2 separate regions of the Drosophila melanogaster genome follow, and region 1 is linked to region 2. A link is a contact called in public Hi-C data. All regions are on one chromosome and are shown on one strand. Each heading gives the region's core, a stretch centred on a gene start, on an enhancer-like site or on the middle of the called end of the contact. The rest is flanking DNA. Distances are from core to core; before and after follow the strand shown. Region 1 holds the start of CG3294. Region 2 holds the start of FIG4 (FIG4 phosphoinositide 5-phosphatase).

Region 1 (5,341 bases), core at 372-2,871, 330 kb after region 2:
ACAGCGCAAAAGGGCTGCAAAGCGGCAAGATACTTTCCCAGTATCTTCGAGATACTTCAGCGAAATGTGCAACAATGTGCCAGCATCGATTTTCTATTAGCCACGAGACACTTGAGCCACAAAACTAAATACAGAGGGCAAATATTGATAAATACGTAACGACACGACGACGACGAGGAAGACGGAAAACCACAACAACCACATTATGAATACTACTAAAGCTCGTAACTGTCCATCGACCAGACAAGAACATAATAAACACCGTTCATGGGTCCGAAAATAAAACGCAGAACGTAACTCGGAAGAGGTCGCCACATCCTCATCCCCATCCACATCCCCTCCAGAACTCGATGACCACCTCAGCCAATGTAACACTAGAGCAACAAATGCGGTCAAATCGTTTATTATTGAAAATTAAATGCCCCTTTTAGGCGTACAGAAAAAAATTGTAAGTAAAGAACATATTGTTTTAATTTGCGATATATGTTCTTCTTTCTTTAAGTTTATATTTAAGTTATTTAATTGCATTTCAATAAGTGATGGTTACAAAAATCTACTATTACAACTAATATAGCATCTATGGATTGATAGCATCAAATCCAAAAATATTGTTTTCTAAATATCCCTTAATTGCTAGCTTTAGAATCAGGCTATTTTATGTATTTAGATAACATTTGTTTTCTTTTTCTCCCAGTGTAAGAACCACTTACCTGTTAGGGCTGCCAAATTCAGAATAAATCCAATTAGCCGCATTGCGAGAATCTCAACGAATATGAATTTGAATTCCTGTGGTTACTACACAAAAAACCGTGAATATGCTTGCGACCTGATTACGAGTTCAAAGTGCCAGCGGCGCGAATTATTTCATTTATCTAATATCAAGTTGTGCCGCGAGAATTCACATCAATTGTTTTGACTTAGTTTCGCACAACTCAGTTGGTTTTCCGTGAGCCAAGCTCGGCGATTCGGCGCTTGAGCCGGAGTCCAAATTCCGGACTTCGGATTTCGGAGCCGAGCGCAAAAGGAGAGCTCAGAGAGAAAGCCAGGAGAAAGGCTTTCTCTGGCGACACGAAGTGTAGGTGAACCGACGCGCACGAATTTTACTTTATCACTGAATTTGATTTTTTTTCGCATCTTCGGCAATCGCCGGACACAATGTTGCTGGCAACATTGTTGCAGAGGGGAATTTTCGAGTTCGAAAGTTTCTGGTTCGATGGAAGGGGGAATTGAGAAAAAGCTTGAATAAACGGTTCAATTCAAAATATACAAATCTGATAAACAAGAAAATATTCAAACTAAGCGCTTCTATTAAATTTTAAAAGCTCTTCGACACAGTGCTATAAAAATCACATAACATAATTTATAGCAGTGTAAGTTGAACTGAGGCTTTTGGCATTGTGCTATACAGCAATGTTATTTTACATTTTATAGCAAGAACGAAACTTGGTGTTATATTAGACTGTTATAATTTATAATAAATTTTGAATTACAAAAATCGTAAGAATTCGTAAATTTTAAACATTTATGATATGAAATCTTAATTTTGAGGGAAAACTTACAAAACATTTTTGATTTGCCAGATTTATGAAAACTTTGAAAAATATGTAAATGTAAAAATGTAATTTTTTTCGTGCTGCAGTATTTTGTGGTATTTTTCATAGACCCTGTACACGGTATTAATCAGCTGTGTTCTCACAAATGCGTTTCAGCTGCTCACCGAAATTCAATGTTTTGATTTTGCGAAATGCCGGGAAGGAAGTAAATAACTATAAATTTGTTTAAATATAATGTATAATTTAATTTAATGTATATAATTTATACAAAGGGCACGGCGAAAGTTAATCAAGAAGCAGCAGAGGAAGCGGCGTCGTCAAAAACATGCCAAAGAACGTGATAAACTGGAGGAAGAGGCGGAAAACCAAAGACTTATGCAGCCGGAGTACCAGAAATGGTCGCAGGAACAGGAGGAAATGCAGGAATTCCAACGACTAGCCGACGAACGGGAGCGCCAGTTGGCGGAGGAGTCCTGGCTGCGACGCGAAGCCACAGCGCAGCGACAATTCCAAATGGACGAGGCGAAGAAGCGTCAGGAGCAGGAGGAAGTGGAGCGTTTGCAGCGGGAACAGGCGAAAGAGCGGGCGGAACGGGAGGAGAGACAGCGGAAGCAGCGCGAGGAAGAGACACGAAAAGCCGCCAAGGCTGCCGCCGAATTCGATGCCATGATGGAGAGCATGGATGAGTATCTGAACAACCCGCGTATCGAGAAGCCACCCAGCCACCTTCTGCGTGTAATGGAGACGCATCCGGAGGAACGAGCCTGCGAGTTCTTTAGCCGCACCAACTGTTGCCGCTACGGTCACGCCTGCACCTTCAACCATCGCCGCCCGATGCTGGGAAGGATCCTTCTCATCCGGCACTTCTTCAACCATTCCATGCTGCAGAAGCGATGCACGCACAAGGAGTACGCCTCGGCGGAGGAACACCTGGAATTGACCGAACAGGATCTGCGCCACGACTACGATGAGTTCTTCAACGATGTCGTCGAAGAACTGAGAAAGTTCGGCACCATTGTCAACTTCCGCACGGTGCGCAATACGCTGGAACACCTCAGGGGTCACGTCTTTGTGGAGTACACAAACGAACGGTTTGTCTGAGAGTATTAATTATCATTATTATTATTTAATTAATATGACATTGTTTATATGCAAGCAATTCGGATATTCAAATGCAGCCTATTTCCCAGCATTTTCATGTAAAAGTTAATTCATATAATTCACAATTTTAATTTATACCTGTTCTCTCGCCAAAAAATATATATATTGTATTGTCTCTGCGCTTGCATACTTTTATGTTATGTTAATAATGTCTAAAGAGGTCATAAACTAATTATTATAAAGCGTACGTCATGATTTCAGATCTGCACTTCGCGCATTTACCAATCTCCAAGGTCGCTACTACGCCTCCAAGCGACTAAACGTGGAGTTCTCCAATCTGAGGACCTGGCGCGGCGCAGTCTGCGGTACGTGAACTGCATGCCAAGAGGAAGCCGTATCCTTTAAAAAACCAAAACTCAAAGCAAGCCCATTCATATGTTTTAATACCATTTTCTTTAACACAATCTGTGACTTCTTAAAGGTTTGTCCTTAACACGTAAATGTCCCAAAGGTAACGACTGCGGCTATCTGCACCTGTTTGGCAATCCGAACAACCTGTTCAACACGGAACTGGAGTACACCAGCGGTCCACGCAGTGAACGACGCTCCAGCCAAACTCCAACGGCCAAGACACCCAGGTGGATTTAAATATAATATTAGTTTATATTCCGGCAAACTATTTAAATACTTTCCCTATCTCTTCAGTTGGGATGAGCACAGCGAGCACGGCAGGAACTGGCGCTGGTCGGCAAGCCCCGAGGTTGAACTGGAAAACTCCAAGGACTTGGGCAACCGAGGTCGGGATCTCAAAAACAACCAACAGCGGAATCATCATTCCAGGTCAAGAAGTGACCGGAGTTCCGTGCGCTCTAAAAGAGAGCACAGCTCCTCGGGATCTTCACATGACGATCGCAGATCAAAGAGGCATCATCATCATCACAACTCCACAACACCCGATCATCAGCACAACCATTGCCAATAAAAACCAAAGTATTAATTCAAGTGTTTTCTTTTTTATGGGATCTTTACAAAATTTTATTCAATCTCTTTGTGGACAAAACATGAGTGTCTCAAACAAAATACTAAAGAGATTCCGAATTTCTTGCTTGAATGACAGACAGTGGGTCAGAGCGAAACACTTGCAATTTAGGATTGCCTATAAATATTTAAGGTGCGATCTGAAAACGACTCAACTGTTTACAACGGAATAGAATTCTACGCGTAAAATTGGCAGTTTCGAAGGTAGGGAGGAAGGAGAAGTGAGACTAAGTGCTGGGTGCTAAGGTGTGATGAAAGCAGTATTGTGGATTTGGTGGGTGGGTGGTTTTGTGGTGTTTGTAGGATCGGAAATTGTAAATTCTAAAGTCTATTTGTCTTGCTTTCTTCCGTTTTCGTCGTACACATACAAACAAAAATTATACAAAAACTCGTTTAAGGAATATTATAATAAGTAGCTTTAAAATTAGGCAAACAGCGAACGCCCAGCGAGCCGCTCTATAGACGGATGCCGGGATTCGTGGCCGCCACATAGCGCAGCAGCTCCTCGTTGTCCTCACAGATGACGGGCTTCTCGTGGTAGCAGGCCACGTCGTGCCAGGCGATGCCATCGTTGTACACGTTGTTCAACACGGACAGGCACTGCTCCTTGGTCTGGTTGATGTCGTATTCGGCGTTGTCCGGCTGCGGGCGCTTCTTGTGGCCAGTCTGCGACCATGGGTTGTAGCCCCAGCCCTGTGGGATGCGGTTGGTGGCCTGGATCTTCTCGCGGGTTGCGGACCAGAACCATCCATAGACGGTCTTGGGCTCCAAATCTGGACGATTCTCGCAGCCAGCAAAGTCACAGATACGTCCGGCCGTCCAGATGTACGGCACATCGTTCTGCTGGATCACGCGGAAGATCAGATTGTTCTTCTCCTGAGTCTCCAGGGCGACCAGATCCATGCAGTACTCGCGGCACAGATTGCGACCATCCAACCAATCGACCTTCTTGTTGGCCAGCGCGGGCACGTGGGTGGTTAGGAACATGTTTTTGCCGCGGTAGGAGAACTCCTTGGGACCTGCGGGTCAGCGAGGAGAAAGTCGGTTAGCGGAAACTGTTTTCATGCTTGCACTGAGAAAATAGTAGGGGTATGTTATGGCTTTCCAAAATATATAAAAAATAATTTAACTATTGAATAATAGTAGACCTTTGAACTTTAAGATTCAAACTTAGATGCATTTTTCCTTTGCTTCCGAATTAACTAATTTTTTTCCCGTGTGGGTGTGGCATGTGGCAACCGGTTTTCCGCGCCGCTGCAGCCTCATCTTCATCTCCATCTCCATCTGAAGTCGGAGGCCCAGTGCAATATCTCACAGCCTGCCCCATCATGGGCAAACGAAACCGAAAGCGAGTAGCGCCGAAAATCAAGAGATACTATATATACCAATGTGGATGCCAGTGGATGAAGCTGCCCCGGGCCTTACACAACTTCCCCGGTGGCGGCGTGTTACGCAATCCGCGCAATTTATGCAGCATGCTTCTTTTTGCGCCTGCCGCCGACGCCGCCGCTTTCCTTTTGTCTTGGGTGTCAAAAGGTTTTCAGCTTCCCCGCGTATATATTTGCTTTTTAGCTTATTTTTTTTTTCGAGGAAACAATGGGATCCCCCGCCTGACAACTCCATCCTCGAACTTGTTTCGCCTGAGCAAG
Region 2 (5,275 bases), core at 801-3,300:
CAGGTCAATGGTGGTAATCTGAGCCCGGAATCGATGGATAAACATATTCAGTGGCACCCAGGAACCCGATTTTTCATATGTGAATTTATTTTTATACTGGCAAAGAAGTTCGGCGAGGAGATTCATTTCCTTTTTGTGCCTTTTTAATTTAATTTTTCTATGATTTCCACGGAAAAAGTCCAGTGCTCCTTCTGTCCAAAATTATTCACCACTAGCTAGGCGAAAATGTGAAAAAACTATACGAAGATAAATGTTTGTTTTTCCAAAGAAATTTATTTCAATTTTATATTCTTCAACAGGTAAAGGATATCGATATCCGATAAGAATTTTCCCATCAAAACTTGGGCTGACCACCACAGGGCGACCCTTGCAAGTTTGCGTTTATCTCAGCTGTTAAATATGGTAAACACACCTTAGTTTCAAAAATCATCATTTTGATAAATAATTTGAATTTCGAACATCGATAATAAATCGATTTAGCATATGGCCCAGAGAATAGGGTGCCCAGTGTACTGTGCACAATGTGAAGTTTAGCTTATTATTATTTTGAATTGTTCATCAAGGCAATCGCATTAATTTTCAATTAATTGGGATGTATGAAACGGATTCCTAAATTATAAAAGATTGCTTTTCCAGCTATAAGCTATTTAGTATATACATCAGGTAAGTAATATAGTCCTTCATAAAGTTCAGCCTAATAAGTATTGTTTATTACAGGGATAATGGCGGAAATATGCCGAGTTTGTATGGATATTTCTGGTAAACTCGTTAACATATTTGACGCCAGACGAAGAACCAGAGTTTCCATTGCCGAGATGATCGCGCAGTGCACCGGATTCGAGGTCAAACGTGGCGATTTGTTTTCGGAAATGATATGCCCACAGTGCTATGAGGACGTAAAGAGCGCGTATGGGATAAGGCAAACTTGTGAGGAAAGCCACCAGTTCTACTGCCGAGTTCGCGATGAAGGCATCGAGGATGCTTTATGCGCCTTGCTCGAAGAAGAAGACTGGGAGATTTCGGAAGACGAAGATGCGCGGATTGATTCTGCATCCGCTGCTGATGACGATGGGAAAAGCGACAGCAAGAAGGTAGCATTCGAATGTCGAGAATGCCACAAGAAATACCAGCGAAAGGGAACTTTTCTGAGGCACATGCGAACACACATGGACGGACAATCCTTCCCATGCCCCTACTGCAAGCGGAACTTTAGACTTAGAGTCACTCTCAAGGCGCACATGAAGACCCACAATGCAGCGAAACCCTACGAGTGTTCCCACTGCGCCAAGACCTTTGCGCAGCAGTCCACTCTGCAGTCGCATGAGCGAACTCACACTGGCGAACGACCATTCAAGTGTTCACAGTGCTCAAAAACCTTTATTAAATCATCCGATCTCCGGCGTCACATCCGCACACATGGCAGCGAGAGACCGTTCAAGTGCTCCAAGTGCACGAAAACATTTACGAGGAAGTTTCACCTTGATAACCATTTCCGTTCTCACACTGGTGAACGACCATTCAAGTGTTCCCACTGCCCCAAGGCCTTCGCTATGAAGCAGCACCTCAAGCAGCACAGCCGCCTGCACTTACCAGATCGTCCATTTCGCTGCTCCCACTGTCCCAAGACTTTTCGGCTGAGCAGCACTCTCAAGGAGCACAAGCTCGTACACAACGCTGAAAGAACATTTAAGTGTCCTCACTGTGCCAGTTTCTATAAGCAGAGAAAAACACTTGCTAGACATATCCTCGAGATACACAAGTGACCACTACTTTAAAAACACTTGGAAGACATATCTTCCATGTGCACTACTTTAAAATGGACAAAAATGATTTTGCTAGATGATAAAATAAGCTAACATATTCATAGGTATTGTAAGAATAAGGCATAAAATTGGTTGGTAATGAATATGCCTATTTTGATATGTTTTATGATGGAATAAAATGTTATTTATATTTGATTGAACCAAAACAAAATTAATTAATCGACTCCCTCTCACGCTGCCAACACTGGCCATTTCTCGCATATCCAACTACAGATGATGATCAGCTGTTTGTTGTTTATGTGGGAGCGGCCTGAGAAATTGTAACAAAAAAATTTCGGAAAAGCTGAAAAAATGAACAATGATAATCCGAATATAGTTTTCAATCCCCTGATAAGCTCCATCCAAAAAGTAGTGCTCTATGAGACACGAGCGGTAAGAAATCACCTCCAGCTGACCTTTTTTTGACTAATCACATATATCGCCATAATTTCAGCGCCTCTATTTGGTGGGCAGCAACAATCGGGAGACTCGGTTTCGCCTCCTGACCATAGACCGACTTGCCCACAACCGGCTGAGTATCGAGGAGAATGCCAACGAGTTTAACAGCCTGGAGATCCGACGTTTTGTCGCTTCCCTTTCGGGTTCGCCCAAGGTGACGTCCGCTTATGGCGTCCTTGGATTTGTGCGCTTCCTCGAGGGCTACTACCTCTTGCTGGTGACAAAGCGCAAATGCTGCGCCCACATCGGCCGCCACCTGGTCTACACTATTAAGGACACGGTGATGGTGCGTGTGAACGAGGTGACCTCGCAACGACCACCGCATCCGCATGAGGATCGCTACAAGCGGATGTTTCAGAATATCGACCTCCGTAGCAACTTCTATTTCTCATACTCCTACGATTTGACGCGAACGCTGCAGTACAACGAGTCCGCGCCTCGCTACGTTGGTGCCAAGGTAGATCTCGACCGCGACGAACCTCTTCCCGATTGGAATACGCTAACTAGCAATGTGGACAAGGCCCATGAGCGTGTGGATTACGCGTTTCGCTCCGATTCCCGCAAGCGCTTTGTCTGGAATGCCTATCTCCTGCAGCCCATGGAAGGCATAATGCTCAAGGACTGGCTTCTAGAGGTTACTCACGGTTTTGTCAGCCAATCCTGCATCAGCATTTTTGGGAGGCACGTCAATGTTTGCCTGGTGGCACGCAGGAGCTCACGCTTCGCCGGTACCCGTTTCCTTAAGCGTGGAGCCAACTTTCAAGGGGACGTGGCCAATGAGGTGGAGACCGAACAGATCGTCAGCGATGGTCAGAGAATCTGCGCCTTCACCCAAATGCGAGGCTCCATACCGTCACACTGGTCCCAGGATATCAGTAAAATGGTGCCCAAGCCGCAGATTCAATTGGACATTTGCGATCCATATGCGCAGACTCCGTCGCTTCACTTCGAACGGCTGCTCTTCCATTATGGTGCGCCGCTCATTATGCTCAATCTGGTGAAGAAGAGGGAGCGGCGCAAGCACGAGTCGATCATCTCCAAGGAGCTGGAGTACAGTATCCGCTATCTCAACCAATTCCTGCCGCCGCCGCACCGCATGAAGCACATCCACTTCGATATGGCACGACAAAGTCGCCTGAGCGGAGGCAACGTCATGGAGCAATTAGCAATTCATGCAGAAAGTATTGTCCAAATGACGGGTATGTTTTTCAAGGCGGCTGGCAGTGAGCCCGGTTTGCAGACTGGGATTGTACGCACAAACTGCGTAGACTGCCTGGATCGCACCAATTCGGCCCAGTTTGCGATTGGAAAGTGCGCTTTGGGTCACCAACTGGAGCGTCTGGGTTTTGTTAAATCCGCTAAGCTGGAGTTCGACTCGGATTGCGTGACGATGCTGGAAAACCTGTATGAGGAGCACGGCGATACACTGGCCCTGCAATACGGCGGGTCGCAGCTGGTGCACCGGATTAAGACATACCGAAAGACGGCGCCCTGGGGATCTCAGGGTAGCGATGTGATGCAGACCCTCAGTCGGTACTACAGCAACACGTTTAGCGACACCGAGAAGCAGCACAGCATCAACTTGTTCTTGGGCATATACAAGCCCAGTTTGACAAAGCGTGACTAAACTAAACTCTTTAATATTTAAATTAAATTATTTAATACAATTTTCACGCAGAGGGTCCACCCATTTGGGAGCTACAGACGGACTACGACATGCACAACGCATTCGTGCCGAGAGCGGATAGCAAGGCCATCACCGATTGGGTGCGCCACAAGGTTCGCGCGTGCCTACCCTATTCGTGTGCGGACTCCAACAAACTGGTCAAGGAGCTGTTTCGCGTTCACAGCAGCGGCCTGGAAATGATCGATGCCTACTCAAACTATCATCAGTCCTTCAAGTGGACTGATTTCAGCGAGCACATTGCGTTCGAGATCAGCCAGCTGGCACTGCGATACATGCCCACATTCCGCACTAATTTCAGTCCGTTCCAGAGGCAAATCCAGACATCGCGAAAGGCTCGTCAAAATCCCTCGATGACGGGGCAAAGTTCCACGGGTTCTATGAATAGCAATTCCTCAAGTTCCAGCGAAGGTGACGATAGCTCCAGTGACGAGGAGTTAAGTGCAAGTTTTGCCGAGAAGGAGGCAAACCAGACGGAATCGACCGAACCAGCCGCCGCCACTCTGGCCACAGGACTGCCCTCGATGGAGGAAATCTATGGGTGCACCATCAATCCGCCCTCCAAGCAGAGCATGGCTGTTTATAAGAAGTACGTGCAGATGGGCAAGCTGTCCAGTGGAGGTGCGAGGCCGGCTCAGACAGCCGTTGCTCAGCGCGATCAGGAGCTGGCCAAGATTATGCGTGGCATTACCCTGCGTCCACTCAGTGACTACGGCACCGACTCCTATCTCAGCGTGCGTCCGCCGGTCGTTCCTCGCAAGAGTCTAACTATCTATGCCGAGTACTGTCGCACTCGAAGCACCTTTAATGCTGTGCCCAAACTGGAGGAATTCGATGTACTCTATCAATATGTGCAAAAGCTGTAGTCACTGATATGTAATGTCAATTGATATTTTAGTTTGTTTTCCCAAAATATATTATATATTATATTAAGTTAAATAACATCGCTAATCCAATGTCTCGCTCTAGAATTTATTTAAATACTTTAATTTCTGCATTTAACTTACACAAGTGATTCGTTAAAAATACTCGGAAATGGCTATTGTTGGGAGAGGTTCCTAACAGCTACTGGCCACATGGTCCTCCTGCCTCCGCATGTGAGGGTGAGGCTTGCATGGCGTTGTAGCCGCACTTCTGGCCGAGATTGAGCAGGTGTGGGTTGGTGGGCTTGTACACTGTGGCCATTTCCTGGGCCAGCATAAACTGCTCCTGCTCCGGATAGTCGTGTTCGCAGTGGTGTTCCCCGCAAATCTTGCACTCGTAGATGTTGGGTCTCAGCGTGTTCCGGATGCGCTGCGAAATGAGTTCAACATCGGGTTAATAATGTGGC

Evidence for each region. Hi-C and Micro-C count contacts between places; a contact is called where the count stands out from the background.
Region 1: a contact with region 2 is called in a Hi-C map of the Kc167 cell line, with 3 times the contacts expected there. The contact joins the promoter of CG3294 here to the promoter of FIG4 in region 2. A contact is called at or near these places in 10 of 107 Hi-C or Micro-C datasets (the Clone 8 cell line, the D17-c3 cell line, the Kc167 cell line and 4 more) and 1 of 6 datasets of contacts at active chromatin or transcription factors (the Kc167 cell line).

The regions. Positions count from the first base shown.
Region 1 is chr2L:4,792,928-4,798,268 of dm6, forward strand. It overlaps CG3294, which reads left to right and starts at 1,622. Exons shown (of 5, transcript NM_175962.1): 1 at 1,622-1,758; 2 at 1,826-2,644; 3 at 2,916-3,048; 4 at 3,166-3,292; 5 at 3,360-3,649. The coding sequence starts at 1,745. The coding sequence ends at 3,027. It overlaps fipi (factor of interpulse interval), which reads right to left and starts at 1,117. Exons shown (of 7, transcript NM_175961.3): 1 at 711-1,117. The coding sequence starts at 753. slf (schlaff) reads right to left here. Exons shown (of 3, transcript NM_135014.3): 3 at 3,673-4,711. The coding sequence ends at 4,149.
Region 2 is chr2L:4,463,124-4,468,398 of dm6, forward strand. It overlaps FIG4 (FIG4 phosphoinositide 5-phosphatase), which reads left to right and starts at 2,051. Exons shown (of 3, transcript NM_134997.4): 1 at 2,051-2,195; 2 at 2,257-3,880; 3 at 3,940-4,899. The coding sequence starts at 2,115. The coding sequence ends at 4,811. It overlaps Paris (Parkin Interacting Substrate), which reads left to right and starts at 488. Exons shown (of 2, transcript NM_134996.4): 1 at 488-663; 2 at 718-1,952. The coding sequence starts at 723. The coding sequence ends at 1,763. It overlaps CG15443, which reads right to left and starts at 324. Exons shown (of 2, transcript NM_001273100.1): 1 at 1-324. It overlaps ine (inebriated), which reads right to left. Exons shown (of 10, transcript NM_175958.3): 10 at 4,877-5,238. The coding sequence ends at 5,011.